Regions from separate parts of the Rattus norvegicus genome. Here regions 1 and 3 are each linked to region 2. A link is a contact called in public Hi-C data. All regions are on one chromosome and are shown on one strand. The core of a region is the stretch at or near the end of the contact, and the rest is flanking DNA. Distances in the headings are between cores, read along the strand shown.

Region 1 (4,269 bases), core at 1,329-3,828, 970 kb after region 2:
TATGTTATCATTCATAATAATAGCAAAATTACAGTTATGAAGTAACAACAAAATAATTTTATGGTTGGGGGGCCACCTCATGATGAGGAACCGTATTAAAGGGCCGCAGCAGTAGGAAGGTTGAGAACCATTGTGCTATGGAGTAGCAGAAGACGGACTAGACAACCAGGACAGGATAGAGCATAGTCAATAAAACATCAGACTGAGTTTGAGCTTAGCCCAAAAGACCACACAGAGCTGCCATGTCCTTGAGCAAAGAACAGAACATTTAGGAATGAACTAGAGTTTGAAGGAAATAAATGTAGCAGTGCCTGGAAACAAGGAACTCTTTCATATCACCAATATTGGTGCAACAACCGAGCCACCATATCATCATGCGTGATAGCAAATCCTGCTCACTTCATTAACTAAATCCACTAAATAAAGCTTACTTAGTAATGGAGCCACCAAGGGTCATAGTGTCCCTTCCCCTATTCTGAGAGACCTTTCTCGATCACACATAGTAACTATACAGCCATGATTTCCTGTGTGCCTTTATGCTAAAACGAGTCACCAAACCCTCTCAATACCGTCCCAATCCTCTCCCACCAGCCAAGACAGGAAGAGGAGAGAAGAGGCCAACTTGATTCTATCCAGGATCTCAAGAGTTAAACTGACATTGACAGTGTTCTGGTGCAATGCCTTAGGACAGAAGTAATGGCAAGACCCCCTTCCTCAAATCAAAGAGTAATCTCAATGCCAGCATCAACACCTAAAGTCACAGTGTTGCTGCCCAACAGCGACCCACAACACGACGGTGTCCTTCAGCTATAAACACTTATTTTTGCTCATGAGTTGATGGATGGGTTGCTCCGTGCCGCTGATCTGAGCAGTCCCACTCCTGTTTCTAGTCACCACTGTGCCCTTGCAAAGTCACATGCTGCTCCTATTTGGTGACCACACCAAACTCTAGGTCCTCTAGTCAGGGTAGTCGGGGACGGAGTATTTCAGAGCAAAAGGTCTCACCTTGTACAGAAGCCATTCATGGGCCACTGACGACGTCAGTTTTCTACAGAGCCTGAAAGGAAAAAGGCTGGAAGAGATTCGAATTCCAAAAGCAGGTGAAGAGCTTGAGTTGAGAAGGGGAACTCCATGGTAGAATTAAGAAAGGGTTGGTAGGGCAGGATGCATGTGTTTCCGGTGGTCCTAGCAATTTAGTCTCAAAGTTTCAATGCCTGTTTTCTTCTTCACTATCAACAACCACAAATACTTTGTTTCCCATGCCGGTTTCCCTTTTCCTTCAGATTCAAACACAGTCTGTTCACCTTGAATGAACACACATTTGACCTTATGTGCCTCTCCAGATACCGACATTCTCTGAATTTAAAAAAATAAAAAAGGAAGGAGGAGAAGATATTGAGGTCCTGACATGATTGTTTCCTTCAAAGCAGGTCTGGCCATGACTGTCTGGGGACGATGTTGGCCTTGCCACAGTTCGTGACGCTAAAAGATGAAGCCACTCTGCATCGTGTTGCCCTTGATGTGGAATAAACACCGATCCCAGCAGCTCACAGTCTGCTCAGAACTGAGCAGAGAGAGTCGCTCTGCTTCAACAGAAAACCCCATAGCCTACTTCCCGATGATAGTTTCTACAGAAGCTGGGCACAACGAGCGTATCTGTGGGGCTCTCGAAGGGTTACTGGTTTCCTTGTGAGGGGACTGCACAGAGGAAATGACCAGGAACCTAGGCCATTGGCGTCTGAGGAAAATGGAAGCTCCTAAGCTTCCTTAGCCCCTAGGTTATGTCACCTGGGGAGACCGTCAAAGCAGGGCTGAGTATACATAGGCAGAAGAGGAAACTGAGGCACCACCAGTAGTAGCTGTCTCAGTAGGCAACCATGGAAGTGTTGGCTACAAGACCATCAGCCAACCCAGTCAAGAAAGCAGAACACAGGGTGCTGTTTGGGGCGGGGTTTAAGGGGACTAAAGTGAACATCTGAACCAAAGTGGTCTGAAAGAAAAAGTTTGTGTTTGGGCTAGAACATCCAGACGCAGCACATCACCAAAAAGGGTATGAATCCCCATGCTTCATGTTAACCATTTCCAGAAAATTCCAATGACCTAAAGCAGGTAGACAGGTGCTCAAACCTGTGCCAAACTACCAGGGTGGCAAGCTGCCTCTCTGCCGTCCCCAGAATCCTCAGGGTTTCATTGTCAGTGTGGACCATTGGTGTGTAGATGATGTGGAACGTGTCCCAAACAGAAGGGACAAGGCAGGCCAAGAACTCAGAATCTACAAAGTAGTCTCGGCCTCCTCCTATGTCTTCCGTCTGGAGCGTGAAGAGCGATTTGGTCACATTCTAGAGCTTCAGGGTCAAGTTTAATGTCCTCCCCTTAGTCTCCAAACACAAGATTCACCATCCGCTTCGGCTCGCACTTGGGCTGGGTATATTTCTACTCCCTTCCCCTCCTCTGCATTGCTAATAATTGACGCTGACACAAATCGCCACGGAGGACACATTCCTCAGGCTGCGGACCACTGATTTTGACCTTAATGTTGCTCATCTCAAGCCAAGTGCACAAATGCAATGGATTAGAGCAAGCAAACAGAAGTCCAGCCCTCCGGCAACCGGCTCAGCGGTAGTACCTCCCCCGCCACCCCGCCCCCGGCTCAAGTTTCCTTTCTCCTGGGAAGAGAGTGCCATCTTGTGGGCGATCAGTGAACTTACGCATACGCCACTCCACTTTTCTTTTCTTTTCTTTCTTTCTTTCTTTCTTTCTTTCTTTCTTTCTTTCTTTCTTTCTTTCTTTCTTTCTTTCTCTCTCTCTCTCTCTCTTTCTTTCTTTCTTCCTTCCTTCCTTCCTTTCTTTCTTCCTTCCTTTATTTCTTTCTTTCTTTCTCTCTCTCCTTCCTTCCTTTCTTTTCTTTCTTTCTCCACTCCATTTTTCTTTCTTTCTTTCCTTCCTTCCTTCTTCCTTCTTCCTTCCTTCCTTTCTTCCTTTCTTTTTCCTCCTTCCTTCCTTTCTTCCTTTCTTTTTTCTTCCTTTCTTCCTTCCTTCCTTTCTTCCTTTTGTTTTCCTTCCTTCTTTCCTTTCTTCCTTTCTTTTTTTAGGTTATTTTATTTATTTACATTACAGTCATTGCCCACCTCCACCCCCCACCCCTGTTCCTCATTTTATTCCTCTTGCCTCCCAGAGGGTGTTCCCCACCCCCACCAGGCCTCCTCCTTCCCTGGGGGAGGGTTAGACGCATCTTTGCATCGTCTCCCACTGTAGCCAGACCAGGCGGTCCTCTGCGTATATGTGCCAGGGGTCTCAGATCGGCTCCTGTTTGCTCCTGGTTCTTGGCTCAGTTTCTGGGAGCTCCCTGGGGCCTGGGTTAGTTGAGACTGCTGGTCTTTCTATGGGGTTGCTCTCCCTTTCAGCTTCTTCAATCCTTCCCCTAATTCAATCATTGAGGTCCCCGACTTCAGTCCAGTTGTTGGATATGTATCTTCCTCTGTCTCAGTCAGCTGCTAGTAGGGCCTCTCAGGGGACAGCCATGCTAGGCTCCTGTCTGTAAGCACACCATAGCATCAGTAATAGTGTCAGGTTTTGGTGGCCCCCATGAGAAGGATCCCAAGTTGGGCCTGTCATTGGACCGCCTTTCCTTCAGTTATTTCTCCATTTTTGTCCCTGCAGTTCTATTAGACAGGAACAATTCTGGGTCGGAAATTTTAACCGAGAATTAGTGACCCTGTCCCTCCATTGAGTCCCTGTCTATCTACTCTTCAAGTGCCCTCTCCTCAGTGTTAGGCATTTTGGCTAAGGTCACCCCCCAATGAGTCCTGAGAGCCTAGCACCTCCCAGGTCTCTGGGACTTCCTAGAGAGCACTTCCACTTCCCACCCTCCCCCCTGAGGCTGCTGATTTGCATTCATTCTCTTGGCCTCTGGGCTTCTCTCCTGTCCCCTCATATCTGATCCTGTTCCCCCTTTCCCCTCTCCCACCCAGGTCCAACCATCCCTCTGCCTCCCATGATTATTTCCTTCCCCTTCTAAGTAGGACTGGAGCCTCCTCACATACACCTTTCTGCCTGTTACTCTTCTTATGGTCTGTGGGCTGTATCGTAGGTAGTCTGGACTTTTGGGTTAATATCCACTTATCAGTGAGTACATACCATACATGTCCTCTTGGGTCTGAGTCTTCTGCACGGTATCCAGGCCATCCCAACACTGCTCTTAGGGGTGAGCTGATCCTGATTTTCAGCATCTGCTGACAGTGTAACATCACAGCTGCAGGAGATACACAC
Region 2 (4,333 bases), core at 36-2,535:
GAGTAGGATCAGCTCCCTCTCTCCATTCAGCTGGGCTGAGGCAGAAGCCTCAGCAATGATGACAGAAGCTGCAGATGCTGAGGGAATGCCCAAAGGTGACCAGGCGCTGGAACGCTAATGCGTGTGTGTACAGAAGAGCTTTGGGGTGTGTGTTTGTGTTGCTGGCTGCTTATGCTGGAGGGACTGAGCATCCTAAGATTTCCATATACCAACTGCCACCCAGCGTAAAAGAAAGAACGAGGGAAGCAAAACCAGACAAAAAGAAAAAGAGACGGAGTAGAGAGTAATGGAAGGTCAGCGTGGGAGGGTCTGGACCTGGAGCACAGAGGCATGGGGATTCCTGAGGAGGGAAGCTCTGAAGCAATGGGGTTGCAGGAACAGACTCGCGGGGACCCTGAAGTGACACAAGAACACGACAGGGCAGCTTGGGTGATGTGTCAGCGGGCAATTTTACTTGCCTTCAGCGTTTACTTCCATTTCTCTGCCCTCCTCCCAGCTCTTGGCAGCGAGTACTTCTCTCCGTGGGCATTTGCACACAAGCTCCAGAGTCTGCATCACATAAAGGGACTGAAAGACTGATCGACCCTCCCTTGGACTATTTAGTGGCTCAGAAGTGCCTTAAGGGCGCAGAAAGACCGGAGATAGAAAGGTGGATGCATATACTGTGGAAGGACAGAGGCAGAGTATCCCCCCCAACACACACACACACACACACACACACACACACACACACACACACACACACACACACACACACACACACCGCGCCCCCATAGATGTCAATTTGGGTGAATTCTTAACCCTGGAGCGCTCTACAAAGGAAGTCTCCCTGCTTGCGAGGCTTCTGACACCCCAGGGACATGAAAGGGTGGAGCGCACAGGTGGAATTACTGTATTTTGTATCTGCAACCCGGTTTGGACCGCACCTCAGACGCTCCCAGAGCCACAAGTTTGAGATGATAGCTTAGCTCCGCAGGTGCCAACATTAAAGGTCATTTGCAGCACAGCTAGCCTCTAAGACCCGCAGAGTGGTACAGTACCCACCATGAGTTGGGAGGCCAAGCTCCTGCAGCGTCCGAGACTTCATCAGCTCTGGGCTGGGGCCCCTTTCCTCAGCCACAGTGGACAATCAACCTTGTGCGCCAGCGGAGGAGAATAGGCTTGCAGAGGACTCCCTTCTCTCTCCTCCTGGGAACCTTCCCCAACCTTTTTTACCCCGGCCAAGGTCCGGGGACAATAGCACTAAACCTGTCTCCCTTCCCTCACCGGAAGGTTCTCTCCCAAGGCGGAGTCAGAGGACGGAGTGGCGGCGAGAGGGGCCTCCACCCTAAATGCAGTGTGCCCAGACCCTGGGGTTTAAGGGTGGCTTAAGGGGGAGAGGGTGAGCGGCAGGAGAGACTGAGCTCTACTTGCCTTTCCCACGGCAGCATCTAGAGTGGGGGGTTGAAGAGGAGCAGAGTCTGTGACAGCGGGGGGCGGGGGGGATTGCCAAGCTCAAAAAGAGCCATACTGGGGTATCGGTGCTCACAGGCTGCTTTTGCCACATTCCACTGGACTTAGCTACCCCAAATGGTTTCCCCCGCCCCAGCTGTGAAACCCCTCCTTCTTTCAGACCCGCCAAGGTACGTATCCTCTCCAGCAAGCCCCAGATGCCAAAGTTTCCATTAGAAAACCTGCACGTGTCGGGGACCACCAAACAATTCTTCCAAACCCAGACCCTCTGGGGCCAGGGTCGGGTGATTGGGAGGAGCTGCGAGGTACCGGGCCCTTGGTACGGACAATCAGAGAACCGGGTGGTATAGCAGCGCCTTTACCTGTCGTTGACTTAGTCGCCCGGGGCTGTGATCTGGTAGAGTCTGGCTGGAGCGAGGAGCCTTTGGCGGGCTCAGGTTGGACCGGCTTGGGAGCGAGCGGTACTGCTTAGAGTCCTCAGCTGACTGCCCGCTTGCCTTCTCCCTGGATCTTGCGAGAGAAAAGCGAAAGATTAGTTGTCGCCGCCGCACTTAGACGGGTGGGGCAAGGGAGGCGGGGAGACTGCGGACCCCAAGGCTCAGAGAAGGCTGCGGGGCATTTCACTTCGGTCGTGTCACTTGGCTAATCTGGGACCCCGGTGGTCTGTTCAGACTGGAGTTAAATTGCATCTGTCCGCCGCCCTGAGCATCACACCCCCAAAACATAGGCAAATAAGACTTTCAAACCTGGCTTTCAGGGAGATGACTGTGGGCACCGGCACAGAAAGGAGACCTGGATATGGTGAAGAGCTGGGCGAGCTTCATTTCTTCACCCGAGCGCTGGAGAAGTACTAATTAGTGTCTGGGAGCTGCGCTCCTCCACTTCTCCCAGCGCCTCTGGCGATTTCCAAGTGGGATCTGCGACTTCAGGGTTCTGGCCAAGCCCGCAGGCTGGCGTGTGCGTGTGTGCGTGTGTGCGAGTGAGTGTGTCTGTGCCCCCGCGTGCCTGCTCCCAGGAACTGGTCTCCTCGCCCTCACCCGCTGTGTGTAGCAGCAGAGCAAGAGAGTGGTGTCTCTATTTGTGCGTTTGTGTTTGATTAGCTGCAAATGGGCGGACAGTTTCTGGAGAGAGCATTTACAATTTTCTTTCGTTCTGACAGGATTAGTTGCCGTTGAAGGAGCCTCCGCCAATGAAATCTTCTCTGCGCTCTGATTTGGCGGTTCTTCTGTGCAAATATGACAGCTTTCTCTCTCAGCTCTTTCCTGCATCTCTCCATGTCCGTCCCCAGAGCCCAGCTCTTCATCTGCAATTTCTACACCACAACCTTTGCAACCACCACCACCACCACCACCACCACCACCACCACCACCACCACCACCACCACCATGACCACCCCTAGTTCCCATGCCAGCAAGTGCCGGGTTGCTACAAAGGTGACAGGGCACATTGGGAAGAAGGCTTGTTGCTTGCAGAAGACACTAAGACCTGTGTTTCCAGGTGGGGAAATGTTAGAATAAATGCAATATACTTTGTACTAAATATATAGTCTTGGAGAAGTGTTCAGATTGTTTATTCCTTTGATGGTGACTAATGTATTAGAAAGAAACAGATTTTTATTTATCTGTCTTTGCTTTTTTTGTCCCAATGCGTTTGTGTCCCATCAATCAAAGGGAAGTGTAGTTAAGAGAGTATACTGGTTTGGTGATAGATGGTGAGGTGGGATTTTGCTGTCCTTTGAGGAAATAAAAGCTGGCGAACTTCCTGGGTTTAGAGCATGGGCTACTTCCTGGGTTTAGAGCATGGTTTTATTTATCTTTTTTTGGGGGGGTTCTTTTTTTCGGAGCTGGGGACCGAACCCAGGGCCTTGCGCTTCCTAGGCAAGCGCTCTACCACTGAGCTAAATCCCCAACCCCTGGTTTTATTTATCTTAATGAGAAACTTCTTCCCAAATGTTCACCAATTATTTGAACCTTGTTTGATAATATTGTGATGAAACTATTCTAAAGTGCAGTTGAGGACAGCACTTGCTCTTGGTGATGTATATTGTATTTGATGACATAAATACATGATACAGGAGGTGCCTTTCATTTCCAAATAGAATTAAAGAAGAAATCATTGAAACCTTAAATAGCAAAGAAGATCTCCTTTTTGATCCCAGAGACAGAGAAATTGCTATTTCTTATGCCCAATGGAATTCAGCTCAATTCCTGTTCCCCTGTCCTTTTGCTGGGTGTTAAGGAGCAAACGTAACAATGAAAGCCACGGTTCCTTTTCTTTCTAAGTTTCCCATCTTTGAGAAGAAATGCCCACGCGAAGCTTTTGTGCAGGGGTTTACCATCAAGACAATAGATTATGCACTGATACAAATTCATTGATGAATGAAAATCCTATAGCTTGCCTAAGTAGGACTGACACAAACTCAATTTTGTTTGGTGAAAGCTATCCTGGGGTAAAGGCTGGCGATGGGATGTCTTTGCCCTCTGTGTCATACAGCCATTTTAGTCTGGTTTGAGAAAGGCAGTTCTGAACATCACTGCTCTCATCCTACCCCGGAACTGGGTTTCAGTCAGTAAGCATCTGATTTCTATTTTCATTTTTCCCCCCTCTGTTGGGTACTATAGAAAATAAGTTCACAAACATTCCACCTGCTATTAGCTCTTAAAAGCCTTCAGAAATCCACCTTGTCATGATAGGCCTGAGGGTTTTGTGAATGCCCATGTGTGTATGCTTGGCACACACACACACACACACACACACTGAAAAAAAAAAGAATAATAGATTCCTGACAAGCAATGAAGAAGAAAGCCAGGCATTTATTAACCTGGACTCTGGTTCTGTTTTGGCTTCCCATCGTGAATCTGTTCTTCCTAAGAGCATTTAC
Region 3 (3,889 bases), core at 801-3,300, 590 kb before region 2:
GATTTTATAGAAAACATCCCAACATGCAAGGTGTAAGTTACTGCGAACTGTTTTACGTGGTGTCCGCAGCGCTTTCGAAGTCTGACTCATACTGTAGGTGTGCAGCCATCCCATTTGGACCTGCCGTTCAGTGGCACAGATGTGGTCTCTTCGCACCTGGCTTGCCCAAGTCAGAGGCACATGGGTACAGGTGTCAGGTAACATGGTTCCCTCTTTGATCCCCGTGCTGAAATCAACCCAGATGACGCACGAAACATTCATGCTTAGAATAATAGAATTATTATGAATAAACACTCTCTGGCAAAGTGGTGCCTTTTTTCTTGGTTATACCGCACTGCCAAACCTCCAGTGATGCCTACTCTCCTCATACGTGGAAGAACACGTGGACTCAGCCACTTCTGCCACAGGCAGCCCTACTCTGGCTCCTAGTGGAATGACCTGTGCTCTCTGCCCATCTGGGCCCTGGCTCAGAGAAACTAGGTGGGGCAGTGCAGCTCACCGTTAGCTACTCCAGAGCCTTGTCAGAAATCCCCAGTTAAAGTGACGTTTGCCGTTCACTTCACACTTCCTGTTCGTTTGGCCTTCCTAGATTAAGAGTAGTAGATGGCCCCTATTTCTGAATGGGTGCAGGGCAGAAATTATGCCAAGAAGACAAGTTAGACAACATGGCAAGGCCTAGTTGACCGTGTGAAGCCCTTTGCTCTCTTGGCATCTGCCTCTCTTTCTCATGAGAAAGTAAATGCTATGTTTTCTACAGGCATTCGCCAGTAGTGGGGAGCCGATGGATGCCCAAAATCTGCTCTTTATTTTTTCTTGTTTAGTGATAATCACATTTCTTCAGATTTTGTGGTAAGTTACAAAATTCATAAATTAAAAATTAAGGCAATAAAGCGGTAAAAGTAAAATGATAGTTCATTTCTTCCTTGGCATCTGTGGGTGACTTGTTTCAAGACTCCTTATAGACACCGACCTGGCTTGATGCACAGTTCTTAATGTAAAATGGTGTAAAGTTTCTGTGGGGACCTACATGCATTCCTGTATACACCACGAACCATCTTCAGACAGGGCCCCTTATGCTGTGTGAATAGCTTCACTTTTAGGGGACAGTGACCAGAAGAAACATGGCCTGCAGTATAGACATGAATGTTTCCTGGGAAACCTTAGTCCAAGCAATGACTTAAGTCAGAACCTCTGGATACAGAGGGCTGGGGTGGCTGTACCTGTCAGAGTCCACTGCTGTGCCTTGCTTTTCTCTGAAAGTGGAGGGATGTGACTGTCAAGTCTCCACCCACATGGCCTTCATTCTTTTCTGCCTGTTCTATCAGAGGAAAATGTCAGTTCACTGTCATCCACACTCCGCAGCCCTATCCAATGTCAGCACACTGGTGGAAGGCAAGAATTACTTGGTGTCCTTCTGTGACAGCTAGAGCTGAGCGCAGGCAGGTGGTGGCAGCATTGGCCAGCTGCTGCGGCAGTGCTGTGCCCGCTCAGGCAAGAGGCGAGGACTCGGTGTTCCCAAGCTGTCATCCCTGCTGGTCCTAATGAAAGAAGGGCAGACCGGAAAGCTGGAAATGTTTTGGCCCAATCAGGATAACTTTCTTCATCGGCGGGGGTGGGGGGGGTAATTGGAGGGGATTAGTGGGCTGGTGCAGATAATTTGGGGGAATGTTGAAGCGTGATGAAGCAGAGGACCTTTCTGAGAGCCTGTAGTCTGAAATCTGGGACGGTGGCAAGAGCAGGCTTCTGATAACGACCTGGGAGGCAGAGCCCTCCACCCCCTCCACTCCCGTGGGGCCTGAAGACCCTTTATATACTTTTGTTTTGCTTCCATCAGGATAAGCATGTAGGGTGTTAACCGACGTTCCCCTGTTTCTCCTGCTACGGCAGCACGTTTGTGTCCGCCCCTTTTTGATGGCCTCTTTCAGTTGTAGGGAAGTTTGGCCGCCGGTGTTATTTATGGCCTAGAAACAACAGACTTCTTGGTGTGAAGACGGACGAGGGTGAGGCTGATTTTCAAGTTTAAGGCTCATCTTTCTTCAGGCAGAGCAGTGGCAAGATGGCATGTTGCTTTTGGGAAATGACCTTCACTGGTGAAATATGGGGGCTGGAGAAAAATACTGTGGTGTTCCGCAGGTAATGGTGGTTTGCCTTTCTTACTTGTCAGGCGTGTGCAAAGCAAGGTCTGCATGTTCAGGAGAGAAAATGACACTGACATGCAGACACCACGACTCTCTGCTTTACAGAAGAGGAAGGAATGTGCTTAGTGACTGGTCCGCTCACTCCCGGACCCATGGGAGCTTGGTTCTAATGCCAGTGTCTCCTACTGGGTCTTGTGCCCTCTGCCCCACCACCGTGCTGCCTTTTGAGTAGTGATGATGTATCTGTTGGGGAAAAAAAACTATTTGCAACTGCTCTGAGAGTAAATAGTAACTCAACTCAGTCAAAGGACCCTCAGTAAAACAATGGGTGCCCATGAGAAAATCAAAGCAATGAACATGGTTTTTTTTTCTTTTTCTTTTTTCTTTTTTTTTTTTTTCGGAGCTTGGGACTGAACCCAGGGCCTTGTGCTTGCTAGGCAAGTGCTCTACCACTGAGCTAAATCCCCAACCCCTAATGAACGTGTTTTAAAAGTCACACGATGCCATTCATTGATGATAATAACAATGAGATACAAGCCGGCCTGCTCATAGTCATAGAGAGCTCTTTGATCAGTGAGCTAGGGAGGTTGAAATGCATGCATGCACACACACACACACACACACACACACACACGCACGCACGCACGCACACACACACACATATGCATGCACAGGCACATACAGGTATATCCACACGCATAGTTCACGGATTTGCATCCAGTGTGCATGTAAAGACATCTTCCTATGGAAGTCTGAAGAAATATGCTTTGTCCTTGGAGACAAGGGTACGATATCCTCCCAAGTCCCCAAGGCTCTGGGTGGTACTGAGTGCAGATGAAGCGCGGCCCTTGGGAACCTCTTTATTAAGAAAGCAAGACAGCAGCTAAGCCTAAGAAGGTGTGATTGGCAGCTGCCTTCTCATCACAGCAAGTCAAGGGACTCCTTTCTTTGTGGCTAATCCTCTTGCTTTCCCATCCCTTTCGGTGTGAGTCTTCAAGTGATTTAGAGTTTTTCCGTGTTCTCATGTTCAGAGGCGGTTGTTTGATTTTTCTCTTTCTATCTCTGTTTCATTTCCTGACAAGTATTTTAAGACTTATCAGACTAGAATGGTGTCTGCTGTAGGTGGTCAAGCTTCCATGCTAGAAAGACATCCCTGGGTTAGTGCGAGATTGGCCTAACTTTACTGGACAGAGCCTTTCTCAGTTTCTTCCGGACATATTAAGTTACAGTCCCAGGATCATGGCCTCAGGCATTGGTATCTGTACTCTGTCCCAACCATCTTTCCCCTTGCCTGGAGAGCACTGGTGTCAGTACAGCCTCCTACCAGCAGGGGGAGCACCTTCATCCCTCATTATTAGACAGCCAGCCAACTGGATTCTTTCACTGCTCCAAGCCTTTGCCTCAACTTTAAGGCCCTTGTTTAGTTGATGGGCAAGAAGATGTCTTTCTCTTCTCTTTCCTCTGTTATTGCTGCGCTTACCGTAAGATTGGATGTTGTGAGGGTGAATTAATATACCTATCTTCCCAAGGAAAGAGAGATAAGGCAAACTAAAATAAGAATGATCTCTCACTTAAATCTAGAACAAAAGAGAGAGGATGAGCTGAGCGACCATCTCTCTGAGAAGTTTGGTGGGGGAAGGGAGAAGCGTCTTTTAATCATCTCTGGATGGGTTGTTGAATTACATTCTGAGTTCTACTACCTGTCTGCCGTTCTGGTTTCTCTCAGCGCTATTTGCTTCTGCGTTTGGAAT

The links. A called contact is a pair of places that touch in the nucleus more often than the background predicts.
Region 1: a contact with region 2 is called in a Hi-C map of liver, with 8 times the contacts expected there. The contact joins the enhancer-like site here to the promoter of Chrm2 in region 2. A contact is called at or near these places in 8 of 12 Hi-C or Micro-C datasets (the A7r5 cell line, Schwann cells, hepatocytes and 4 more).
Region 3: a contact with region 2 is called in a Hi-C map of the A7r5 cell line, with 6 times the contacts expected there. The contact joins the enhancer-like site here to the promoter of Chrm2 in region 2. A contact is called at or near these places in 2 of 12 Hi-C or Micro-C datasets (the A7r5 cell line and frontal cortex).

What each region holds. Positions count from the first base shown.
Region 1 is chr4:65,014,475-65,018,743 of GRCr8, reverse strand. LOC134486754 (a long non-coding RNA gene) reads right to left here. Exons shown (of 2, transcript XR_010066134.1): 1 at 4,138-4,269; 2 at 2,814-3,535. Among named protein-coding and RNA genes, the nearest start is that of Fam180a, 41 kb to the right of the region's middle. Within about 2 kb of position 2,578, at least 18 of the 93 cell types and tissues checked have an H3K27ac peak or open chromatin away from gene starts, as enhancers often do. A contact at or near this core is called in kidney and liver, where this site is marked.
Region 2 is chr4:65,979,402-65,983,734 of GRCr8, reverse strand. It overlaps Chrm2 (cholinergic receptor, muscarinic 2), which reads right to left and starts at 1,285. Exons shown (of 2, transcript NM_031016.2): 1 at 1,045-1,285. It overlaps LOC102554507 (a long non-coding RNA gene), which reads left to right and starts at 1,466. Exons shown (of 3, transcript XR_005503520.2): 1 at 1,466-1,622; 2 at 2,612-2,949.
Region 3 is chr4:66,572,887-66,576,775 of GRCr8, reverse strand. All of the region lies in intron 12 of Dgki (diacylglycerol kinase, iota), which reads left to right. Among named protein-coding and RNA genes, the nearest start is that of Ptn, 230 kb to the right of the region's middle. Within about 2 kb of position 2,050, at least 14 of the 93 cell types and tissues checked have an H3K27ac peak or open chromatin away from gene starts, as enhancers often do.